Linked DNA regions of Arachis hypogaea: region 2 is linked to region 1. Evidence: chromatin contacts called from public Hi-C data. All regions are on one chromosome and are shown on one strand. The core of a region is the stretch at or near the end of the contact, and the rest is flanking DNA. Distances in the headings are between cores, read along the strand shown.

Evidence for each region. A called contact is a pair of places that touch in the nucleus more often than the background predicts.
Region 2: a Hi-C map of an unstated tissue shows a contact between it and region 1, with 3 times the contacts expected there. The contact joins the promoter of LOC112715339 here to the promoter of LOC112715334 in region 1. A contact is called at or near these places in 3 of 8 Hi-C or Micro-C datasets (leaf and an unstated tissue).

What each region holds. Positions count from the first base shown.
Region 1 is chr10:19,591,790-19,599,002 of arahy.Tifrunner.gnm2.J5K5, forward strand. LOC112715334 (non-classical arabinogalactan protein 30-like) reads right to left here and starts at 4,509. Exons shown (of 1, transcript XM_025767092.3): 1 at 3,611-4,509. The coding sequence starts at 4,455. The coding sequence ends at 3,928. It overlaps LOC112715332, which reads left to right and starts at 2. Exons shown (of 7, transcript XM_025767090.3): 1 at 2-141; 2 at 437-677; 3 at 763-907; 4 at 1,045-1,202; 5 at 1,635-1,719; 6 at 1,984-3,073; 7 at 4,244-4,709. The coding sequence starts at 595. The coding sequence ends at 3,066.
Region 2 is chr10:19,910,703-19,917,915 of arahy.Tifrunner.gnm2.J5K5, forward strand. LOC112715339 (probable methyltransferase PMT23) reads right to left here and starts at 2,768. Exons shown (of 8, transcript XM_025767097.3): 1 at 1,970-2,768; 2 at 1,351-1,500; 3 at 419-689; 4 at 68-181. The coding sequence starts at 2,440. LOC112715340 (eukaryotic translation initiation factor 2 subunit alpha homolog) reads right to left here. Exons shown (of 7, transcript XM_025767098.3): 2 at 5,885-5,941; 3 at 5,699-5,785; 4 at 5,447-5,593; 5 at 5,186-5,290; 6 at 4,368-4,466; 7 at 3,858-4,255. The coding sequence ends at 4,100.

The sequences.
Region 1 (7,213 bases), core at 3,259-5,758:
CATCAAGGCGCCAGTCCCTTGCGCAGTCGCCGTCGTTTCTGTTCAGCCGTCTAGCCCCATCGCAGTCGCCATCTTCGCTCAGTCTCTGTCTCCTTGCTGTCGTCGGTTCCGTCGTACCCTGCATTTGGAATGGAGCTTTAAGTAATTTCCGTTTCCCTCTTCTAATTATTTGTTCTAATTTAATTTTTATATGATTAATTGTTCTTGGTGCTGTTCTAATTTTTAGTCATGTCTCTCGTTTTTTTATTTTTGTTTCTGATTTTTGGATATTAGGCTGTTCTTTGGTTCTTCTAATTTTTTGTTTAGGGTTTTGGTTTTGTTCTATTTTTGGTTGTGTTCTAATTTTTATTCTGATTTCTTTTGTTCTTGGTTTTAATTATTTGGTTATACATTCTAATTATTTGGTTCTAAATTTTGTTTGGGGATATTTATGCAGTTTGAATCAGTGAAAGTGAGAACACCAAAAGGCACCGCGAACACCCCTAGCCGCTCAGACTCAAATTCAAACTACTTCCATGAATAAGTGACCAAATCATCACTGCAACGACCACCGTCTACCCTCACCGTCGCCGCCGCCGCCGATTCACTACCTAAATGTCTCACGAAGGAATGCTTTCTTCGATAATAAATGAAGCCAGCAACTACACTGGAAAAGACCCGCTTCTTCCATGGCTCCGGTGCTTCCCTCTCGCTTTTTCTCTCTGCAGTTCAGATTTTGAAGAAGTAAAATAAAATTCTTCACTCACTTACAAACGTTTGCAGGGGTATCCGAAAAATGAAGGACAGTTTTGCCCCTGAAGCCCTCAAGGAAAAGCTACCAGTGTTGTTGCAGAAATGCGCACAAAAGTTCCAGCTCGATCGCCGTTACAGAAACGACATGCGCTACCTTCGCGTTTGGCTTCACTTGGTAACCCCCTTTCTCTTACCATTTTGCATAACTAAGGTTTGAAAAAGTTTAGTTTTTTAGGGTTTATTACTTTAGGTTGAGATAGAGTGATGGTTATATTGATTAGTGATTTTGTATTCCTTTTTGTTATAATGAAGATGGACTTTGTGGATGATCCTGGGGAACTTTTGAGAACAATGGAAGCTAATCATATTGGAACAAAGCGCTGTCAATTCTACCAAGCATATGCACTTTTCTATGAGAAAAGCAAGAAGTATGATGAGGCTGAGAGGATGTACCATCTTGGAGTGAAGAAGTAAGTTATTTGCTGTAATCAGCATCTTGCTTTATTTCCCTTTTTTATTTTTTTTAAGTGATGCTATAAGTATAATTAGCCATGAAATGGGGATAGAAGCTAGAAGACCCTAATAAGTTTCCCATTGGAATATGCTGAAGTTATTATTTTCAATGAACTTTGAAAATTCAATTTAGGGTGTTTCTGAGTTCCAATCTTAGAGGGAAAAGAAGGGAAGGGCTTAAATTAAAGGGTAAAAATGGATTCCGCTTTAGTTACCAAGCCTTTCTCTTCCTCTCTAAGATCCTAACTCGTAACACAACCTCTGTTTACTGCCACATTAATTAGCTATAATTGATATGGATGTTTATTGTGGTTTCTCTTTGCCCAAAATCAGCAATTGTGATGAAACTAGTGATGCTTTTCCTCATATTGCCTTTATTTTTGGGTCAGCCTTGCAGAGCCTATGGATGAGTTGCAGAAATCATATGATCAATTCCTTCAGCGCATGGAACGTAGGAAAAACAAGAGAAACAATGTATTTTATCGGCTACCTGTTCATTTATTTCTTCATCGTTGTTAGTTTTTACTTTGTTGAGAGATGTTCTGTTCTCATCTTGCCCCAAACACTAGGTCAACATACATCCCTCCACCATTCGATTGGTTGTAAGAACTATGTCGATAAGACCCTACATCTTATCTAATGGTGGGCGGCTGCATGCTGGATCAGTATCTGAGGCTGGAGTGAGTACGGGAAAAGTTGTCAGTTAATTATTGAATTAACTAACTTCTGCTCCTTCAGAAGCAGGAAGTGAGAGGTGCCAGAAGAGCTCTGGCTGCAAAAGGCAACCCTTCTGTTGCGAATAATATTGAGGGAAGCAGTGGAGCATGCAGTGTTGAGGGTGTGCAAAAGGGACCCCAAGTTGTGAGTTCTGAAGCTAATGATGCCAATGATAGAAATGTAAGGAATAGAAAAGATGAATGCAAAAGGGTTTTGGGGGAGAACACAGTAGTTGTATCTAAATTTGTTGACACTGCCATTGTTGGGAAATCAGAAGCAGAAGATGCATGCCATCATGGACTGGTTGATCCCACAATAAATATGAAGGAGGCCATGAATGCCATTAACAGCATGTTCCGGGCACCATTAGAGACAGTCCCAGTACCCCGGAAATCACAGAGAAATCAGTTGAAGGAAGATCGTAGTATGAAGAATGGGTTTGAAGTATTTGTTGACGAAAACTTGGATAATGGAATGAAACCAACTGGTTCTTCACAGAAGAGAACTGAAGCCAGCCAACCTCCCCAAGAACTACTTCAGATATATGTTGATGATGAAGGATTCTCTGAGACCAGTGATGTAAATGCGAATTCTCATGAAGATTCTACTTCATCAGCTTCACAACCGAATGGTTTGGTTTTCCCCCATCCCAAGGATCTTCCTTCTGAAAAATCCAGTGATAGAGACGAAGAAAGTTCCCATAAATCAAAGTTTAGAGAGGATACAGTTGTGTGCAGATTTGTTGGCTCTGCAATCTTGGATGAGCCAGAGGTGGAGAATGTTTGCCACCATGGCTTGGTGGACCCTACAATCAACATGAAGGAAGCCATGAATGACATAAATAACATGTTTGGAAAGCCAATGGATTTTGTTAGGAAAAAAAGATCAATGAAACTGGAGAAAGCTCCTGAGATCAACAGGGGAAAGGAACTTGATGGCTTTTCAATCCTTGCTGATGATGATGATATGGAGCAGCAACAAGTTGCGCCACCACCAAAATTTTCGCGAAAGTCAAAGGAATGCGAGTTATATGAGCCAACTATCCACACAAAGGAAGCGATGGACAACATAAACAAGATGTTTAATATGCCATTGGATTTTTAAGTGCAAGGTGATTGATTAACAATGATTACAATTTATAAGTTGTAAGAATATGCATTTGATTTTTGGGAGGCACACAAATGTGAGTTTTCTGTTGTCCTTTTTATTCCCCAACAAAGTTTATGGTTTATACAAATTGCCTATGAATTTACTAATTTAGAGTTCAATGTGAGAAATGTAAATGAAACCAAAGACTGACTGGACCAGCATTACAATTCAACTCATCATAAAAAGGCATAAAACAATTAGGTAGCGTTTGTTTTGAAGTAATGGGACAGAGATTGGGAGACTGAAATTTAGTATCATATTTATTGGCTCAGAGACGGGTATTAAAATTTCTGTCTCTATCTTCAAAATTTCAGTATTTCAATACCTCCAAAAAGTGAGGACAAAGGGGATTGAAATTTTTAGAGATGAAGATTGAAATTTTAATAACATTTTATACCTAAAATACCTTTATTTTAATTAATTAATTCTAATTTTATCCTTTGTACAAATTAAATTAGAGCTTCATTTTCGTTTTAATTTCTATCTTTCACTTTACACCAAATAGAATATTGAGATTTATTTCGGTCTCTGTCTCTCTACTTTATATATTGAATATTACAAGCAAAGATAAACCAAGAGGGAAAAAACAGAAGAGGGGGAGGGGGTGGGAGAAGAGAAAACTTGATGAAGCATATATGAATGCTTGGGTCAAGGGTAATTGACTAATTGTTTGATACATTAAAAAAGTGTTTTTGAGTTGAGTTTTAATTTTGGAGAATTTGGAAGAAAGGGAAGCCTTGAAGTGTAAAGGAAACTTTTCCCCCGTTTATTTTGTTCTTTGATTCCTTCTCCAAAACTTCAACCCGCAACTAGATCCTAGTAGTGAACCTGGGCACAGTCAGAGGGACGGAAAGCCAAGGGTCCTGCAGCATAGATAACTGCCTCATATTTGCTTCCACGCAATCTCTTGTTCTCGAATCGAAGCAAAGCGCCATTCAGACCATAATTCAAATTTGAGAGAAGGTTACAACTCTCAAGCGGGGACCAAATAGGCTTAACATAACAAGAGTGCAGAGGGTGATCAAGTAGATAATTCTCCATCTTGAACCCTTCAAGTGGTGCATATAGGTAACCATTTTTATCTGTCTCAAAGACCTTGTAGTAGCTAACATGACCCTTATGGCTATTGCAGGTTACACTTGCTTTTGCTGAAGGAATTGGCTTTGCTCCATTCAATGACCATGTTCCAAGGTGCTCACAACTTTGACAGTACACTATGGATTCCACCACCACCTCTATTTTCTTCTCTGTTGTTTTTGGAACAATATTATAATCAGCTTCTGTATAAGGGAATGCAACTATGAGAAGCAAGATAGAAAGGATATTGAAGTGTATGGTTGCCATAACTTGGCGGGGTGTGAAAGTGAAATAACTAGAAAGAGTTAAGAGACTAGAAATAAAGATGCATTTTCATAAACTGGTGTATGTTTATATATATAGTTGATGATCATTGATGATGTAGACCAACGTGCCCTCCACTTTGGTACTGATAAATGTTTGTCATGTTAATTTATGTATTTACGTGAAGGCCACCTTTGTTCATCATGTACATATTTTCGTGATGTGGATAAATCATAATATTGAAAAGGTTTAAACAATAGGGTTGTTAATTGTTATTGATTTTAATTTTGGTTTCTGTAATTTTATATTTTAGTTTTTTTAATCTATAAATTTAGTTGGGTTTCTACATCTAAGCTCTTTTTTTCAGTGATACTTTTTGTTGGTTATTTTTCACATAGAAGTGCTCTCTGTTCATAAAACATCGATTCTTATCATTTTATCTATTTTGAATTTGAGTATCAAAGCTTAAATATTAAGAATTTACAGAGAGATTTATAGCAAATAAAAAATATGTAAGATTCAAAATTTAAGGCAATTATAGAGACCACCTTTCATTTTACTTTTTTTTTTATTTGGTACAAAAGACCAAAATTTCTTTTAACTCTATTGAAAATGTATACGTCTTTTATTTGGTGCATATTATTAGAATATTTGTGAATAAATAAGCTAGGATAATATAAGATCCGTTATAATAGGTTGGTTGTATATCATGTAATTATGTACAAAATTCTATCTTTTAGGTTATATAAATTTCTGAACTAACTTAGACAGTCAAATAGTCAGCTCACTTATTTAATTAAATAACTTTTAAATAGAGTTTAAATAAAACACAACTAAGTTCTAATGTGTAAATAAAACACATAATTATTGTGTCTTTCTCGTTCTTCTCACATTCAATAATTCAACGATAATGTATGTCTTACTCTCTTTCTCTCACATTCAACATATTACCTAGAGCTTAGAGAGAAATGATAAAATCTCAGACAACTTGTTTACCTTAATCACACCAAAATTGTCCTCTCAAGAACCTCCAAACCCAACTCATATAGCATAGCCATTAGGCGCGGCTAGTGACTCAAAAATTTGTCCTTGTTATCTTACATTTCTATCACCATTGTTTTTTGACTTATACTATTGTTCAGTCCAGATTCATCTCTTTTATTATAAGAAAGGTATACTGTATATTTGAATTTGAATATGCTTCTAATCTAATGCAGAAAGGATTTTAACCTTTTTTGGGGGTTTTCATATAAAGGATTTTAGCATAATTGAGTAATATTGCCTTAGGAGAATGTATATTTGACCAAAAATATTAATGTCTAATGACTTGACTTAAAGCTTTAGTTTTGCTTCACCTGCTTGAAATATATTCGACACAGTAGAAAGAATCAACTCCCTTTGCAAGTGATTATTAGTTATAAAAGTTAGTTTAACCATTTATCAAGTTTAGAAGCATATCAAATAAGCAAAGTGGTTAATTATAAGAAAAAGTGTAATAACCCGTACTATACACGTAATAAGATTGAAATTATAATTTTAAATTATTTTATTAAAATTAATTTGAATTGTAATAATTTAATTAATAAATAAGTAATATGATGTGCATTGTTCCTATTTTTTAAATATAGTATTAAATGTATTAACTCGAATATAGGTATTAAGTATATAAGAATTATGTTTAAATTAAAAATTCTCTAAATAAAATTTTTTCGTTTAAAATATTTAAATTATGATTTCAATCATAAATTACAATTATGATCTAAAAAAAATACTTTGATATGATATTACATTTTTTTCCACTTTACTATTAATATATTGATATTGCAAGTCTAAATTATAATATTTTACTAAATCTTGACGGAAAAAGAAAATAGTTACGTGTTTCTATCATTTAATTTATTTAATACACCATGTGCTAACAGTAACGATATTTTTTTAAAAAAATATATTGATAAAAATAGATATAATATAATTACAAATATAACATAAATAAATAAAATATATAAATAAATGCGAAACCAATATGCTTACCAATGTCTTTGTTAAATTTTATAAATTAGAGAATACATTTGGTTGCTTGGTGATCACATAGATGATCAAGTAATTGGATTGTAAATTGATCTCACAGCGTGCATCTTATTTTTTTCTCATTTATGAATGAAAGCGAGAATTAAGAGAAGTAAGTAGTAATACATAAAGAAAAAAATTGCACCACAACACATAATTATTAGGGCAATTTACCTAAATAAATAAATTGGGTGAAAGCTTTACTCAAATACACAAAACAGAAATTCCTTACGTACATGTGCATTTTCACACTTCTATGTAAACCGTGGGAAGCTACCACGGTTTTTTATTTTAACATAAACCGTGGCAAGCTACCACGGATTATGGTGTTTGTGGTTTGTGTGTAAACCGTGGCAAGCTCTAACGGTTTACGAAGAGAGAAAGCTAAGCATAAACCGTGGCAAGCTCCCACGGTTTATGAAGGAGGAATTTTTATCATAAACCATTTATTTTTAGATGTTTGATTGCATCAATGTGATATCATTTAGACTGCGCATGATAATTGTGACAGAATACATGTATATAATAGAAGCTCAAACCGCTTAAACTATCAAATACATAGCAGATAACATATTAGACAATTCTCAAACATTTTTAACTATCAAATACATGGCAGATAATAAATTACAGAAGTCTGAAATACATAAGGCTAAATAGCATGCGAAGAACATAAACTAACATAATTCCTACCGGA
Region 2 (7,213 bases), core at 1,518-4,017, 320 kb after region 1:
TGGAGAAAAAGGAGATAAAATGACAAAAAACAGAAGCATACAGAAAGGTGTGAAGTCAAAGACTAACCCTTCCACACTTTCTTATCTCTTTCATTATCATCACGATAAACAGGTGTTGCAGACCAGGCGAAGAAACCACCTGGTCTAAGAATCCGATTGAGCTCGAATAATGGCTTCCCACCTGAAGGCATGAGCAAGGTTTGTGAATACACAGTTTTATCAAATTTTAGCCTAGTTTGGAAATTGTCTCAACATAGAAATACACAAACACGAGACTTATTTAGAGGAAAACCAAAGCAATTTCAATCTCCATTGTATCGATGTCTCTGAATTTTCTGTCTTGAGACGTTTACCAAACACGGCCTAGCAGATGAAACATGGAAGATAATTATAGAAGAAGAAAAGTAGGTAGAAGTACCATCTGCATCCCAGTGAACCCTGCATCGTGCGCAATGGATCAAATCGAATCCATTATCAGCGAATGTCAGCTTCTGTGTCCCAATGACAGACAGGGTTGCTGGAATACCTCGCTCCAAAGCAAACTGTATTTGTGCTTCATGTTCATCCTTTGGTGCGAATGACATGGTAAGAACATTTTTGTCCAGAAGATAGCCACCAAAGCTAGCAACGCCGCAACCAACATCAAGAACCACCCTGATATTCTTGCCCCACTGAATTGCTGGTAATGTCTGCCACAAAAAAGAGACATTAACAAAATCAATACTATATACTAATATCACAAGAACATGTGCGTGGTACTAATTATTTAAGCTCAGAGCTTCTTGCCCTGTAGACAATATCAGATTATTATTAGCCATATACAACCTCCATTGACTGGCAAGTGTCAAATTGACAAATTCGTATATCAATTATTTCCGAATGCATTGATTTTTTGATGTACCAATCTTGCCAATTTGACACTTATTAGTGGATAAATTGAATAAAACAGTTGAGTTGTCTCCGTTTGACCTCAAGGTCACATGTTCAAGCCGTAGATTTAGAGACTGATGTCATTATCAAGTTTGGCTACCTACATTACACCTTTTGGGTGCAGCGCTTCCTTAGACCCGTATTAATACGGGATGCTTGTGCACCGAGCTGCCCTTTTATTTCGCATCTTATGGTGGCCTAGTTTCAATTTTCTGATTCTTGGATTAGACTACACCATTACTATGCTAACAGGCTCATTCTCAAAAGCAACTGTGTGCAAGTAAATCAAAAGAAAATCTTCCATCATGGTCCCTATATCCTTCTCCTCTCAAATCTTTGTTTATTCCTCTATTTCTAGAAGAAAAGTCCAACAGGGAGGAGGGAAAAAAAAAGAGATGATAATTTAGTACTATGGTATACCTTCTCTATGTACTCAACATAATGATCAACTCCATCTTTGAATTGAGTACCACCTCCGGGAAAGACGAGATAATTGTCAGACTTCACCACCCAATTCTGCTCCTTCTTGTATTCAATAAGCTTTGTACGAGGGACATTATAATACCAAATCTGAAAAAAACCAGAACCAGAAGTAAATTTCATCAATGGATTTATGAAAATGTAAACCGAAATGGAAGTGGGCAAGTAGCACTATGGTGTCAAATTTCTGAAACTCTGTATAATGCAAAGCACAATCTTAGACCATAATCAAGAAAGAGTCTTTATCATTGCAAAAATCAAATGGATTCTATACAGATACCAGAATCACATTCAAGCAATCAGCCAATCACTAAGAACCACAAATTCTTGCTCAAAGTATCAACCTCACCATTTTAGAAATAATCAACTTGTCAAATTAAAGTTACAAACAATTTTCAATTGTTGTACAAAATCATCTTTGGTTTTGAAGAAAAACAAAACCGATAATATCAAGAGAATGAAACAGTCTTTAACATTTTCTATGCAGACAGCAAAATCAGAGTCAAATCAACCACTAAGAATCATAATGTCTTTTCTTACCAAAAAGTATCAATCTCACCATGTCCCTGCTCTTAGGCCACGGAACGGGGACCCGATACCCTTTGGGAAGTGGCAGCAAACAGTGCAATTTAGATTTAGGACAGTGCCTTTCTCTATGCTCCATGTGCCTCCTTGACCTTAGAGCCTTAATGGCCTTCATGTTATCCAAACATGGCATGTAATCCACCCCAATCCCACCCTTACAAACTTCCCAATGAATAATCGAATCCACAAAATCGTCACGGAAATCATCCTCCTCCTTTTTCTGAGGCAATATTCTTTGTTCTTCGGGCGGCTTCTCTTGTTCTTCTGTGATTGATTCTGAGAGTGGCTGAGGGTTTTCGGCATCAGGGTAGAAACTCGTTGGATTCAAGGTGGAAGCAGTGTTGGTTAAGAGAAGAACCACGGCACTAATGAGCAACAACAATATCACGAAAACCAAAGGGTATTTCCTCTCTTTCAAGATTCCTCCCTCAACTTGAATCGCCATTTTCGATGATCCAAACAACTAATTCTTGTGATGTTAGGAAGAGAACAAGATTTGGCTTTTGTGAGAACGTAGCTTTTTCTCTTTTTTTGTTTTTTTTTTTTTTTTTTTTGTGTGTGAACTCAAATCCTTGAATCTAATGAAGACTTGTGGAAAGAGAGTCGGTGAAAATGACATACCAGCATCTTTGTGCTTTGATTTTAAATTTAATCCTTAGGTGGAGCTAATAAAGCGTTGAATCTGAGGGTACGGATCAAAGAAGAGTGATATTGCATGACGAGGAAGGTAGTGTAATAATAATAGTAACATTATGTTGGTGTTGTAACTTGAGAGGGGCAGAATAGAACAGAAAGAAGAAGATCGTGATTTTGCAGAGTAGTGACAGATTAGAATATGCATTTGACAGATTCTATTGTACATTTTCTGCCAATATGACGGCATATTATAATGCTTCAAACTTGAAAGTTATTTTTTAGGTCATGCATCTCACCGACAATGACAGGTTTTAGTGTTTTCTGTCACAATCAACCATGGACATGATAGTAAAATACTAAAATGTCACATCCATGGACCCTGGGTTTCGGAAATTTACATTGTCATCCTATGTCGGCATATAATCAATTTTAACTCATTGTTAGATATGATTTAGATCAAAATTTTATTTTTTATATGATAGCTTATTCTGTTTGTGTTGAAGCTTATAAAACATTGCCTTAGCTAATTTTCCTTTTCTACGTAAATTGAAATAAAGGGGTGGAATTAACAACTTCTAAATTGTTCTTGTTAACAACAAGGACAGATTAAAAAACAATTTTTTTAATGAGCCAATGTTTCTTTTCTCTGTTTTTTTTCCCTTTCTACAAATAACAACTCAAATCATCAACTCTCATATTCACCTAAAAGAAAAATCATCTAGTCTTAGTCATTTTTTATTTTGTTAATTTCATCCACACGTATTCATTTTATTACAACCAAACTCATACAGTTCGCATAAGCTCTCCATAAAGAGTAAAGACCCGCGTAAAATTTTGCATAGAGGGGATAATTTTTTCCCATCAATGCACTTCGCACGCTAGAATATTGTACAACAAAACAGAGAATAGATCTTATCAATTTGTTTTTCAATTATTTTACCAAGTATAATTTCTAACTACAGACTAAGTCAAACAAGAAAAAATGGATGAAAAAATATTAAATGATGAAAGAACATATTTGACAAATCAATTAAGAGAAAAAAAATTGAAAAGATTCATTTTCCAACAAAATGTGTATACAAGAATTTTGCAAAAAGGGCTTCAAAAAGCAAACCATTATTTTAAAAATAACTTGAAACAAGTGGATCATAAGCGAGTGCATCTAATCGTGGGCTTTGCAATGAGAGCACCGGTGGCCAACATTAACTGAAATTAGCATAGAAACGTCTTAAAAGAGAGATGATGGACTTTCTAATGTAACTGTAAAACACCGTAGTTTGGGTTGAACACCCTTTTGCGGAGACTCCATAGTAATATAGCAAATTACAAAACCTCTCAACATATAGTATTTCATGTTTGTATGATACAACCGCATATAAAAACAGTTTGAAAAGAATCAAATCAAAGACAAAAATTAGTAAAGCCATCTTTTGCTATCTATGCCTTACACTCTACCTTCAGTCTGGTGTCACTCTGTGATTCCGGTGCCGTTGTTATCCAGATCGACGTCACCCATTCCTGTGTCCTCTTCCTCTTCGCTGTCCTCGTCGCCGCTGACTTCTTCATTATCTTGTCGTAGTTTTGCCATGTGCTCAGCAAGCAATTTATCATCGCGTTCGCTCACCTGCATAAAAATGCAGCGTCAAATCTCAAGTTTCCATAGACAGAAATCAGAGGACAGAATATGTACAGTTGTAAACAAATGTAGATGATAAATATAGAGGAGTGACACTCACCGCTCTAGGTGCCTCCTTCACCACAAGTTTACCCTTGTGTTTCTCTATTGACTCGGTGCAAGAAGTAATGGCATTATTGAGGACTTGTATCCCTTGCTCCTGTTAAGTTTATTACAAAATGAGCATCACTTTCAATTGGACCATATATGATATGATATAGTGTATCGTGTACTATAATATAATATGGCTAATAAATTACAACAGCAGCTAAGTTATCAGAGTTCCCAAACAGGAGACATGAATGGAATATGAATTGCTTGTATCAGACTTTTCTCTAGTTTCCACTTTAGGTTCATTAATTAATTCCAAGGATATGTAGGAAAGAACAGTTATTCCTGTATAAACAATTCCATCCTAATTTTGCAGGTAACAGGATTTACCATAGCGAACACCATATAAATTCAGTAAATGCAAGATGTTTTCAATTAATTCCCTCTTGCACTCATAAACTCTGCCTTAGCCCCCCCCCCCCCCCCCCTTTCCCTTTTTTTTCTTGTCATATGAACAATTTTCCAACCTTTAAAACGAATACATAACAAAGCAACAAATTTCAAAAAACTTTGAACTGAATAAGGAAAATATTCTAGATCGAGTCCATTAATGACAGCAGCTGTCTCTATGCAGTTGAAAGGATTATGTGGTAATGATGATTGATACATGTGGAAAAACTATACTTACTGAGTTGTAGTGCCAAAACACCCACAATAAAAAAAAAAAAGAAAAGGAAAAAAAAACAAAGCCATACACTAGTAGGCACTAACTGAATTCAGGTCAAAAGCCAATTAACATATCAAACTTTCTGTCAACGTTGCACTAACCTTGTCGAGAGTCTGAGTGGTAAGCACATAAAGTGGGGGCGCAACAAGTTTAATTTTTACAGGGCAGTCATCATTTCCAGCAGCTTCAGCCTTCCTCATGGCCTCCTGCATATTAGATAAATTACCATGCCTCAGAATACTTTAGGAAATAGGCAACCAGAAATTACTTGATAGCACGTTATATGAAAACTATATGACTAGATGTTGAAAAGAAAAAGGGAACTTTTTATGCAAATCAGGGCCAAGAGAAAAGGCTAAGACCTTGATGTGAAGAACACCATCAAATTGAAAACATTTCATTTCAATATCTGCCCTAATTTTCAGGGGCTGGGGAGTCATTCGTCTTCTAATATTCTTTACTAGAGAATCCTTCACTTCTTCTGTGACAGCTGGAACAACCTTTGTCACCTATGGGAGACGGCAAAAAAAAAAAGAAAAAAAAAAACTTTATTCATCAGTGTGATTTACGTGGCAGGTAGTCTATAGTTCTATTCTATTATAACAAATATTTACCTCTTGCCCATCAGGGCCAGCTTCCTTGATTTCACGGGTGAGGGCATTTAGCACTGAATCAGGATCCGTCACAATTATCTTGAATGCCTGCATACAAAAAGGTGTATATAGTCAATAAACTTTTCAGAGCATCTTCAGAGAACTGTTAGGAAAATATTTTCTTTTCTGAAAGAAAAGGAACTTTACCTCAAAAGCATGACCATATTTGCGGTATAAAGGCCATCCAATGTGAACATACAGCTCCTGCATAAAGCCACTTGCATTTAGTTCAATAAACAAAACTGCAATGGTAAGACCAGTAAATAAAGTGTTTAATCAGATATTCATAATTTATTATTATTATTGTTATTATGATATGATTTCCACAGCATACAGCTGTATTAGTTATATAGCACAGTTATACCATTCTTCGCCATTATAAATTGCTATGTATAGAGTTCTATTCAGTAACACAAAAACAAGAGTTTCCCAAAGATCCCTTTCTCTAAATATCAAGACATATTAAGTGGACAGACATGTTTAGAAAGGTAGAAAAACATGCCTACAGAAAAGAAGACTATGATAATGACAGAAACATAATAGGTCAATAAGAGGATGAATAGTGTTTTATATCAACAAAGGAAATTTCAGTCAGTGGTAATTTCTCATGAAAATTTTCTTATGAAGTTCAAGCTAATAACCCTTATTTCTTTATCAAAAGACATGTTTGCAAATTGCAAGTGTCCTATAAGATCGGATAATGCAAGAACTACAAGTTACAAGGGAGTAAAAATCAAAGCAAAAACAACAAATAAGCCTGTGATCTAACGTGGACAGTAGTATAATCAAACATACTTGCACCATACTTGAACAGAAGCAATATGATTAAGCATATAAACAAAGCATTTTTAAGTTAGAACTACAACAAATCACTTGAAAATAAGCTCCGGTGTGTTTGAGTAAAGGTCAGGTTCCCACGAATCAACATGTGAACCGTGAATAGCACAAGCGAGGTCCGAACAAACACAAACCAGAACATTAGAAAAATACGAAAAAGGCAAATTGAACAGAGTCGACGACCTACCCAATACTACCAGCATGAGTAAAGCCAATTAGGCTTTCAAAGCGCAAGAAAGAAATGAACATCATATGCCACTTTTACCAACGCCTTCCTAATTATGGTAACAATTCCAATACAGTCCATAACTCAAAACAAATCCTATTCCTATCAACCAATTTCCCTTCATTTCCTCCCTTAGTCTCTACACGTGGACAATGAACACATTCTTGAACATCTATTTTATGCCATAAAAAATGATCATTTCCTTGTAATTCTACATTTCTACTTTCACCAAGAGAAATTAGACAATCACACTGATTGGTCCTCTTTAACCAAGAAAGAGACACCCAAACAAGCAACTATCTCTTACAACAACGCCAATCAACACAGTTCCAATAAAACAACCAAAAAACAAGCATACTCAAATCACTCGCATACAAAGCAAAATTACAACTGAGCTGGAAACAGCAAGTAAA